2 separate regions of the Mus musculus genome follow, and region 1 is linked to region 2. The links are chromatin contacts, called in public promoter capture Hi-C maps. All regions are on one chromosome and are shown on one strand. The core of a region is the stretch at or near the end of the contact, and the rest is flanking DNA. Distances in the headings are between cores, read along the strand shown.

Evidence for each region. Promoter capture Hi-C pulls out the DNA fragments that hold promoters and counts their contacts.
Region 1: a promoter capture Hi-C map of embryonic stem cells shows a contact between it and region 2, with 2.9 times the contacts expected there. The contact joins the promoter of Plat here to the promoter of Thsd1 in region 2. A contact is called at or near these places in 2 of 39 promoter capture datasets (cranial neural crest and embryonic stem cells).

The regions. Positions count from the first base shown.
Region 1 is chr8:22,753,860-22,758,991 of GRCm38.p6, reverse strand. Plat (plasminogen activator, tissue) reads right to left here and starts at 1,270. Exons shown (of 14, transcript NM_008872.3): 1 at 1,164-1,270.
Region 2 is chr8:22,225,353-22,230,465 of GRCm38.p6, reverse strand. Thsd1 (thrombospondin, type I, domain 1) reads right to left here and starts at 3,163. Exons shown (of 5, transcript NM_019576.2): 1 at 3,037-3,163.

The DNA.
Region 1 (5,132 bases), core at 21-2,520, 530 kb before region 2:
TCCGGGGTGGGGGGGTGCAGCTAGTACTGCCCCTGCCAGGATACAGGCTGGCTCTCCTAAAAACACTTTAGGTGGATTGAACAGGATGGTCAGAGGGACTGTTTACATTATAGTGTTTCCAGTATCTGGTCTGGGGCTGAATATTATTTAACCCTCACTGGCTGTGCCCACTCTACCTTCCACTGACCTGCATAGATTTGTTCTGGACAGGCCACGTCTGGATCTCAGTGAAAATCCCTAGCTGTATTTTTCTGTAAGTGTACTCCAGTTGTATTTGTGACGCGCTCGCAGGATTGTTAAATATCCACCACCACAACAGACACACGTTTTTTGTATATGCCCCTGCCCCATTATCAGCTGCGGAAGACCACGGCATCATTCTAAGCTGGCCATCAAATTAAAGCATTGCTACTGCTTTTCTTTGCACTGAAGCTTCGTCCTTAGTTATCTTGGAGCGCTGCATACTTTCCTCCCACGCCCACACCATCTCTCCCTCCCCCCACTCCATCCATCCTCCCGCTGTTTCTGTGAGGTTAAGAAAACAAAGGTCCTGAAGGAATCCAGAGAGCCTTTAGACTCTTCCAGCTGCAGCATGAAAAAGCAAACACATCTGTGCTTGATGTCCAAGGGTGAGATTGACTGGAAGAACGGAAGAGAGGATGCGATGAACTCCCGAGAGACGAGAGGTTTTGCATCCTGACTCCCACTAGTAATGAGAGGTTCCTAAAAATCTCAGCTTCTCTCTGCCAGCCTAGTTAATCATGCTGCCCAGGCAAAATGCCCCCTCCTTGATGCCCAGCCTGTTTTTTAGTGTGTTCCTTGGTCAGAAGGTAGCCATACAACTCTGGCTTCTCAGCTCAGGAAGGCAGCTGAATCTAGTTACTGCCCGTTAGTGCTGCTCCCATTGTCTGTTGAAAGAACCGGAGTCATTCTGTTTGCTTTCTCCCCTGTGCAAGCAAAACTTCTGCAAGAGACACCTCTCTCCCATTCTCTCCCTCTCACCTCAGCTTACCCAGGGTCATTGCAAAGAACCCTGGATGATGCTGGCTGGTCCTCTGTCTGTGCTTCCATTAAGCATCCCTTCACTGGCTCAGTTTGCCCCCAAAGACTTTAAAGGGACAGAAGAAGAGTCAGCTGTTAGATACCGGCAGAAATTAACTTACCGAGAGTGCTTGCTTCTTTCCCACTCTTGCAGGGGCCTCTCCTTGACGCTGAGCTCTTGAGTTCCTGCAGGCTCTGTCTCCCTGAACAGCTCCAGCCAATTTGAAGGATGAAGAAGGGGTGGGGCCAGAGGTGTGGGCGGGGTTTCTCCTCTGCTGGTGGGTGGACTGAGGAGCCAATGGAGCAGCCGGTGTCTCTAAGGAGGGGGAGGAAGTGCGCGCGGAGGAGCACAGCCAGTCTTGGCTTGCCGCCAGTTTGATTATTCACCGTACTGATGTCATCGAATCACAGGAATTTTCAGAGTTGGAGGGGACTTAAGACTCATCCTGTTTTAAAACCCCGGTCTCAAAGGCCTAAAAGGAACTGTAAGGATCTGCTGCTCTAAGCTCCTGTCTTGACCCATGAGTTTATAGTTCTAAACAGCCCCGCCCAGTTGGGGATGGGGGAGAGGTCTTCTGGAATTTGAAGCAACTACCCCTCAGGACACGTGGGCAATTAATTGGCCGGGCAGATGATGATAAGCTGGGTTGGGTGTGACTGGAGATAGAACGCACATGACTTTTGGTGCGCTCCCTACCTCTGACCTGCTCTCCTAGACTGAGGTGCTTCTCTGCGGCATCTCAGCAGAGATCTCTCAGAGAATTGAGAAAAGTGGGGAAATGGGCAGGTCTCTCAGCCTCAGCACCCTGAAATTCTATCCTAAGCCATCCTTCTTCTAAGCCCCACACCCCGGAGGCAGACAATAAAAGCTCCTGAAAACTACTATTCTGATGACCCTTTCACAACCTACCAAAGCCTCGGCAGTCTCGGGGCACCAGGTCACCCAAAATTCCAGTTTAGTCTTCATCTGCAGCTGCTTGCACATCAGAGGGGTGGGCGAGTGGCCTCTGTCAATCTCGGCTGGCGTGGAGCTGAGAGGAGGGTTTCTCAGTAATCACAGGTGCCCTGAGTTTTGCTAAATGCACACTCCCCTCCATAAACACACACACACACACACACACACACACACACACACACACACATCCTCCGAAACCCCAGCTTTTGTGTTTCTACCACCTGTGAGTCTGTTTCCCCTGTCAGACTCCGGGGGGTGGGGGTGGGGGGGGGTGGGAAGCAAGACTGAAGAGCCAGAAATACAAATGGGAAGCTGATACCATAACAATGGGAACTTTGATTTTAGTCAAAGGATTGCAGGGGGGTGGGGTGGGGGGAGTGAAAATAAATCTTAATGATATCACATCCTGGGAAACTTGCCTAGGAGCCCTTTGCTCCAAAGGGCTCCAAGTACAATAACTTGGGGGCAGATGGATAAGAAAATGAAGTGCTGAAGAAAGAGTTCCTAAGGCTAGCTTCTGCAATGGGGGTCCTCTCTGTAGTGTGTGTCACCTGTGGGGGCAGAGAGTTGGCTTAATGATCCCTTTGTTGGGGGCAATGGAAGTGGACAGCTGACGAGGTATCAGGACAAAAACCATGATGAGAAAACTAATTAAGAAGTGATGTGATTCCCAGGATAGCCCAAGGAAAGAGAAGTGGGCAAGAAGCTGACAACACAGCTATTAACCAGGAGGCAGGTGCTCTGTGTACAGACTAAAAGCATCTCCTTTAAAAGGGGATCAGCTTTTAAGGACAAATGAGGTAAATATCCAGATGGCATTATTGGGAATACACTGCTGGGATGTAGGGACTCCTCATGCATGCCATGGCTGGTCCTGCCCTGAAATTAGACCCTATTAAGGCCCAAGGCTCATAGACCTGCATCTCCCTGCCCCATTTCTCCCCGAGGACACAGGGATGGGCTATTAACAAATGCTGAGGTGGTGAGGGACTTTTCTTTGTGAGGGACTTGACCAGAGGACACCCCTCATCTCATACTTCTGGAAGTTACCCCAGTTGAATTCACTGTTTAGTTCTCCAGGCTAGACCCATGGAATTGTTTCCTTTGTCTGTTCTCAGTCTAGAGTTAACAGACGTTCGCTCATATCCGCTTAGAAGTAGTAAAGGCAGCATATACTGTCCAGGCCTTCATCTGCACTGGAGACTTACACTGGCTAGCTGGACCAGGTGGGTGAATTGCAGGCTCATGCACTCCCTGAGGAAAAAAATGGATAGGACAAAGCAAAGTCCTCTTGGAGATGGTGATAGCTATGAAGAATCGCTTACCAGACTGTACAAGAGGGATTTGCACTATTCTAACAAATCGTTCGAAGTGATGAAAATGAAAAGTTAAAAATCAGGCAATTCTCCTGGAGCAGACTTCTGAAATTTTAACCTAATAACAATAAGTTTTAAAATTCCACACATGATTATAAAACCTTGGGTTCTGTTTGTTTGTTTGTTTGCTTGCTTGCTTGTTTTGGAACTATGTAACTCAGGCTGACCTTGAACTCCAAGAATGCACCATCCAGAAGCCTGGTCTAAACCATTGTTTTGATCATGTGACACTGAAGATAATTTAGATGCTCAAAAATAGAGGAGTATTGGCATTCGACATATCAGCATAGTACAGTATTGTATGGTCTGAGGATGATTGATACCACAGTTATATAGACATACCAAAATTAGGAATATCACCTTGCCCCTAAGTGTGATGTAAATTCTATAAACCCCACAAGGATGAGTAGATAAAGATTAAAACACAGCATTAGGGCTCGATTGCTGTAGCAACGGATGGATTTTTCTTTTCAGTTTCTTTCATGGTACCTGCATACCACTCTGAGAAAAAGAAAGTGACTTCATACCAGATGCAGGCACATCTGGATATGCCCAGCTCATGAATCTTACACCAGCATGAGGAAGCAGCAGCTGTCCATACAGGCAGGTTCCAATGACAGAAATGTGCTTTTAGTGACTTACCATGGTCTTGCTCCGGAATCTATTCAACTTCTTTCCAAACAGATTGTATTTTCAGTCAGTTCCTTGGTGGTAGGAATCAAGTTCCTTAGGTTGATCTGTTTTGAATCTTCAAACTAGGATTTCCTTTCTTTGGGCCCACTGCCACCTCATTGAGCTTCCAATCCAGCGGCTAGTCACCCAAGAGCTATGTGGCCCAAGGCAGAGGGCCAGGTTGGACACCAGGAAGTTTGCTCTTTTCTGTCTGTTTGCTTGTGTTTAGATTTGCTTTCTTGTGTTTCGGATGAGAATGCTAGAGACTCACAGGGTTTGTTACATGACTCAACCAGAATGCCACGGGAGGGAAAATGCTTTTTGCTGAAGGACCTGCTGTTTCAGATTTAATAAGCCACTTAAGGGTTTCAGGGCTGGAGATGTGGGTCACTGGCAAGGCGCCTACTCAGGTGGCTAGCCCTGTGGAAGGGAAGGCTTTTTGATTTCCCAGCAAGGGTGAAGGTGCCTTTAGAGACTTTGTCAAACTATCTTCCAAGCACCATTGGGGTCACAACGTGAACAAGATTATCCAATGCGTGTTAGTAAGAGGGGAACTGCAGGGGACAAGAGGTTTGAGGGAGTTCTGTGCCTTCTGCTTGACTTTTCTATAAACTTAAGACTGACCTATGAGGGCCAGAGGGCTAGCTCAGCAGTGAGGAGCACAGGCTGCTCTTGTAGAGGACCTGAGTTCGGTTCTCAGCACCTACATCAGCTGACTACTGCCTGTAATTCTAGCTCTAGGAGACCCAATGTATGTGGCCTACACACACACACACACACACACACACACACACACACACAATTATAGGATCTTAATTCTTCTGACGAGATCAGTTGCTCTATGAGATCATTTGCTACCCCCCACCCCCACCCCCAGTTTCATGCCAGCATCTTAAACCAACAATCAGGCAGAATCACTCTGTCATACTTTTATAACTTTAACGGTGTCCATGATTCATAGAGCTATTCTAACCCAGGTTGTCATTTCTTTCTTACTTCTTTCTTCTGTTTAGTTTTGTTTTTCTTGGTGTGCTTGGCATAGTACCCAGACCTTATGCTTGCTAGGTGAGTACTCTGCCACTGTCCAC
Region 2 (5,113 bases), core at 1,914-4,413:
TTTTTTAATGCTTGTTTGTTTTGATTTTTGTTTTTGTTTTTGTTTTGTTTTGTTTGAGAGGCAGAAAAAGAGAGCATGAAATTGGTTGGAGAGAAAAGTCAGAGAAGCTGGGGGGGGGGGGAGAATGTGATTAAAACACATGGTACGATAAAATTATTTTTATGCAGAGAGTGAGAGATCTCGGAACACTCAGCCTTAAATGGGATGTCTCCATCAAATCCCTCCCCTCAGGGCTCAGGGAACTGAGAATGAGAAGACAGAAAGACTAGAAAGACAGGGGCTGAGGGACATCAATGAATTGAGGCCTTCTAGATACAGCAGGGCTGGTACCCATGTGAACTCACAGAGATGGAGGATGTATCCACAGGTCCTGCACAAGTCTACATCAAATGGGATCTGAGAGCTGAGAGAAGTGGACATAGTCCCCATCCCTAACTCAGAAGCCATCTCCAACTGATAGCCACTTGCAAATGAAAATGTAGTTTTCTCCAAGGGAGTCTCACTGGGGAAACTAACCACGCTTAAGGGTAAGACCCTATGTCCAGCAGTAGATGGCCAACACAAAATGAACTCAGTGCTATCTTTGGAGGGTCTTTGTTTCATTATGCTAAGTCACGGCTCTTTTTATTTTTAGCCTTACAGTTCCTTTGCATATATATTGTGTTTCTTCTGGTTTTGAGTGTTGCTAGGACCCCTGTGAGTATGAATGTGAATGTGTGTGTCTCTTTGTCTCTGTGCATTTCTTGTTCTTTTTCTCTGGTTCTTTTTCCTGTTTGGTTATTTTGTTATATGTTGATTTGTTTTTCTTACATGTTATTTTATTATTATTCCTTAGTTGCCTGTTTTCTAATGAGAGACAGAAAGGGTGTAGTAGATCTGGATGGGAGGGGAGGTAGGGAGGAGGAACTGGGAGGAGCAGGGAAGAGGAAACTGTAATCAGGATACATTGTATGAGGGGAAAATATCTATTTTCAATAAAAGAAAAAATGTTTTTAATTTTTAACAAAATGAGAAACAAAACAAAACAATAGACACTCAGTATATTACAACTTTATGTGAACTCTATCTGGCCTTGCTTTTCTTGTTTGGGTAGTCTATGGAGAAAACAGACAAATAAAAATTACCTTCCCCTGTCAGCCTTCCAATGAGTGGTGCTGATATGCATCAGGGGATGGTTGATTCATGCAGCAATCTTCCCAGACCACGTAGGTGGGCAAGGGAAGACCTTACTGGCCTGAGGTTCATGGTGAATTGTAGGAAGGGATACTGTACCTGGATAGAAATACTAGAGTACTACAGAATAAGCCTTGGGTCGCTTAAAGGTAGTTTCTTTGTACTAGAATCTAGTAATCCAACTGCTCTATTAAGCATAACCAAAAAATATGCTTTCTTAATGCTTACTGTCCCTTGTTATTCATAGATAACAGTTTCTTTGTGGCCTCATGTGGGCCACGAAAGCTCTCTACCACTGAAGCGCATCTCTACCCGTGTATAACTTTGCAAACACAGACTCCATACCTTCTGATAGAAGACAGAATTAACAGAGTTAAGCAGGCAGATTGAAACAAGCCACCACTCAGTGGGAAGGAAGCTGGTGTGTCTCTATTAGCTTTTGTTCAGTAAGAGCTAGGAGAACAAAGGAAACTCTGCACTTCCTGAAAACGAAGGGGTGGGGGTTGCAGCTTAACTATGCAGATGATTGGCCTCCCTTCCTTTCCTCAGCGCATCAAAAAAGGAAATTCTGTTTTAGTGGAAGTCGCCTTGGATTTGATCTAATCATTACCTTGAATTTGGATGGGGAACACGACTTTAAGACTTCAGATGAAAGACTCAGAGGAAGCATCCCATGGTGGCCCCAGCATCTGTAGCTCCCCCCAAAATCTGAGGCAGGAGGATGGCTTAAGCCTAGGAGTCTGAGACCAGCCTAGACAACATAATAGGACACCACCTAGCAGCGGCCTCCGGAAAGGTGAACTCAGCTTTCTTGGATGGCTTGCTTCTCGGAGATAATATTCTTCTTAAAACTCTTTCTCATCACTGATTCTGTGATTGCATTTTCTTGCTTATGAAGATGGGTGGTTAAATACAGACCTGTGTGATGATCTGTACTTAGAGCTGGACAGAGATGGAATTATAGAACGCAGTCTACCTGAGCATTAGGGCATGCACTATGATGATGATTATAATAAGCCTCTAAAATGGGAGGGGGCACTACTGATTATTACCTTTTTTCACCACGTCCCCAATTCCCTGAGTAGTTGCTGAGTAAAATGTTTGGTGCTGAGAATCATTTTAAGAAAGTAGGAAAGTGGGAACATTTTCAAGATGTTTGAAATGCTTTGTATAGGGCTTGGGTGGTAGAGGACTTGCCTAGCATGTGAGAGACCCTGGGTTTGAACCTTTGGAGCTAAGAAAAACAGTAAAAGTCCCAGCCGAGAAAGTGGAGAAAAGTGTGTGTGGATATTCTCAATGGCTAACAGAATCACCCCCTCCCCCCCTTAAAGCCAAGCTTTTCAGAAAGCAGCTAAATGATTCATAGCCGACAACAAAGGAAAATTAATTTATATCCACAGGACATCGTTAAAGAATAAAAGGAGGAAAATAAAAGAATAGAAGGAGAAACAAAGTAATTTCACAAGCAAGGCTTCTGTGTATAGATCCAGGAATAATGTCTGTTAGGAGGCAATCTGGATCCCAGAGCTGCGCTTCTGAACAAGCTTTCTCTATCCCAACCATGGGGTGAGCTGTGCGTCCCCCGTGAAGCCCTGCTCTCCTACCAACTCACTTTCCAGAGGTGCTTCAAGTTCCCGGGTGCAAACCCAGTCCAGTGGTAGTCAGCATAAAACTTGTTACTGAGGTCATTGCTTATTGTTAGTATCCCAGAAAGAGACTTTTGGAAAGCCACAAACGTATGTCGCAACGTTGAGTTTCCAAAGGTTCCAATCTGAACTCCTGCCTTTGAGAGTCCCGTCATTCGGCCACGCCTGCGCCAGGTGCCCGCCCTGGTGGTGGGCCACCTGAGCTTCGGATCCTTACCTCGGGTCGGGTCTGTCTGGCACGGCGGAAGTGAGAGGGGAGCCTCAGCGGCCACAGGGTGACTGACCGAGCATCTCCCGTCCCGCAGCTGCACGCCCGCCCGGGTCCAGAGCTCCGGCACGCTCCCAGGCTGCCGGGACCACGCCCCGAGGCGGGCTCTCAGAGGGCGGGGGTCAAGCGCAAGAGGTCCGCCCCGCTCCCACTCCTGGGCAGCGCATCTTCCTTTCCTGCCCGCCCCTAGCTTGCCCTGTGGAGAGGAAACCTGCAGGAAACTCTGGGTCCAGAGGCCCTGCTAGGAGGTGTGGTCGCTGCTAGTGCAGCACGTATTTACACCCACAGTCCACTTCCCGCTGCAAAGACCCAGTGCTTTAAGAGAGAGCCAGCAGCCTTGCACTTAAACCATTCACTTCTCCCCCATGTCATTTTCTTTTGGAGGGTGATCACAAGAAGAGCCAAAAAGTGGTATGGGTAATTTCTAAACTTGCTCCCCCAAATGTCACTGGAGTTTGAAAGGAATATACTTCAGATAAAGCGCATTTTCCTTTCTCTTCCTCTGGAGCAAAACTTGGTTAATTAAACATTTTAAAAATAAACATTTAAAAAAGTCTATTCTACAAGTATTTTCTTTCTGAAAGAACCGGAGGCTACGTTTCACGTGGTTTAACAGCTGCACTTGCCATCCAGCGCTGTGCAGTGAGCTTTCTTTTGCGTGTAACAACCACTTAACAGACAAATTTAGTAATAGAAATCAGCATAGCCTCTAGATGGCCAGCACCCAGCAAGAGGTACCAGGAAACTCTCGAGGAGTGAAGCATGTTAGGACCGAGTTGTGTGGATTTACTGTGCATGTGTCAGACCCATGAGACTGGATGTGGGGCATGTGCCTGTAATCTCAGGAACTGGGGAAACAGGATTTCACATACCTGGTCAGCCTGGACTGTACAAACGAGAGCCTGTTCCTGGAGGCAGACTGTGGGCGAGGCACTACATACAGAGCAGCAGCGGAGCTCTTGCTTAGCAAGTTGGTGAGGGGGAGCCAATGGTTGGCTTGTAAATTTCGCCTCAAGTTTGGAGATTATGCCAGTTGCAGAAAGTTGATCTTAAAAGACAGCGCAGTCACTTAGATGCCATCAAAGGTCAAGTTTTTCTAGGGAGTAATCAACCAAGTGACCAAGGAAGTTCTCACTGCCGTCAATACGATCTGCTCTGTCATTCATCAGCTCAAGGTAGGATCCCTTTCAAATTCGTGCCTGCCATATGAACATCAGATAGTTCCTGGGACTATTGGTTTTGAAAACAAAAAACAAAATGCAATTTAAAAAAATCTCAATGGAAGCGCCTGTGTAGAGTTCAGCGGGTAAAGTCTTATGGTCGCACTTGGTGATTCCAGGTAGCCCTGAGTTGCCCAATCCCAGCTTTCCTCTGCAATAAAAGGAATATAGCAGTTAAAGTTTTGTGGGGAGTCAGTGAAACACAAAAGGCACCTTGCTCTGTATTAACCTTCCCAAGGACACTCTCACCAAAAAAAGGTCACTTTTTGGTTGTGAGACTTAAATCTTACATGCATTTTAAAAATAGCAGCCTTGTCTCCTGAGAGGCTCTGCAGTGCCTGACAAATACAGAGGTGGATGCTCACAACCATCCATTGGACGGAGCACGGGGTCCCCAATGAAGGAGCTAGAGAAAGTACCCAAGGAGCGGAAGGGGTCTGCAACCCTATAGGAAGAACAATATGAACTAACCAGTACCCTCCAGAGTTCTCTGGGACTAAACCACCAACCAAAGAAAACACATGGTTGGGACTCATGGCTCTAGCCGCATATGTAGCAGAGGATGGTCTAGTCGGTTATCAATGGGAGGAGAGGCCTTTGGTCCTGTGAAGGTTCTATACCCCAGTGTAGGGGAATGCCAGGGCCAGGAAGCGGGATTGGGTGGGTTGGTGAGCAGGGAGAGGGGGAAAGGGGTGGGGGTTTTCAGAGGGGAAACCAGGAAAGGGGATAACATTTGAAATGTTAAAAAAACAAAATGTAATAAAAAATCCTTTAAAAAATGTATCAGCCTTATTGAAATGTCTCAT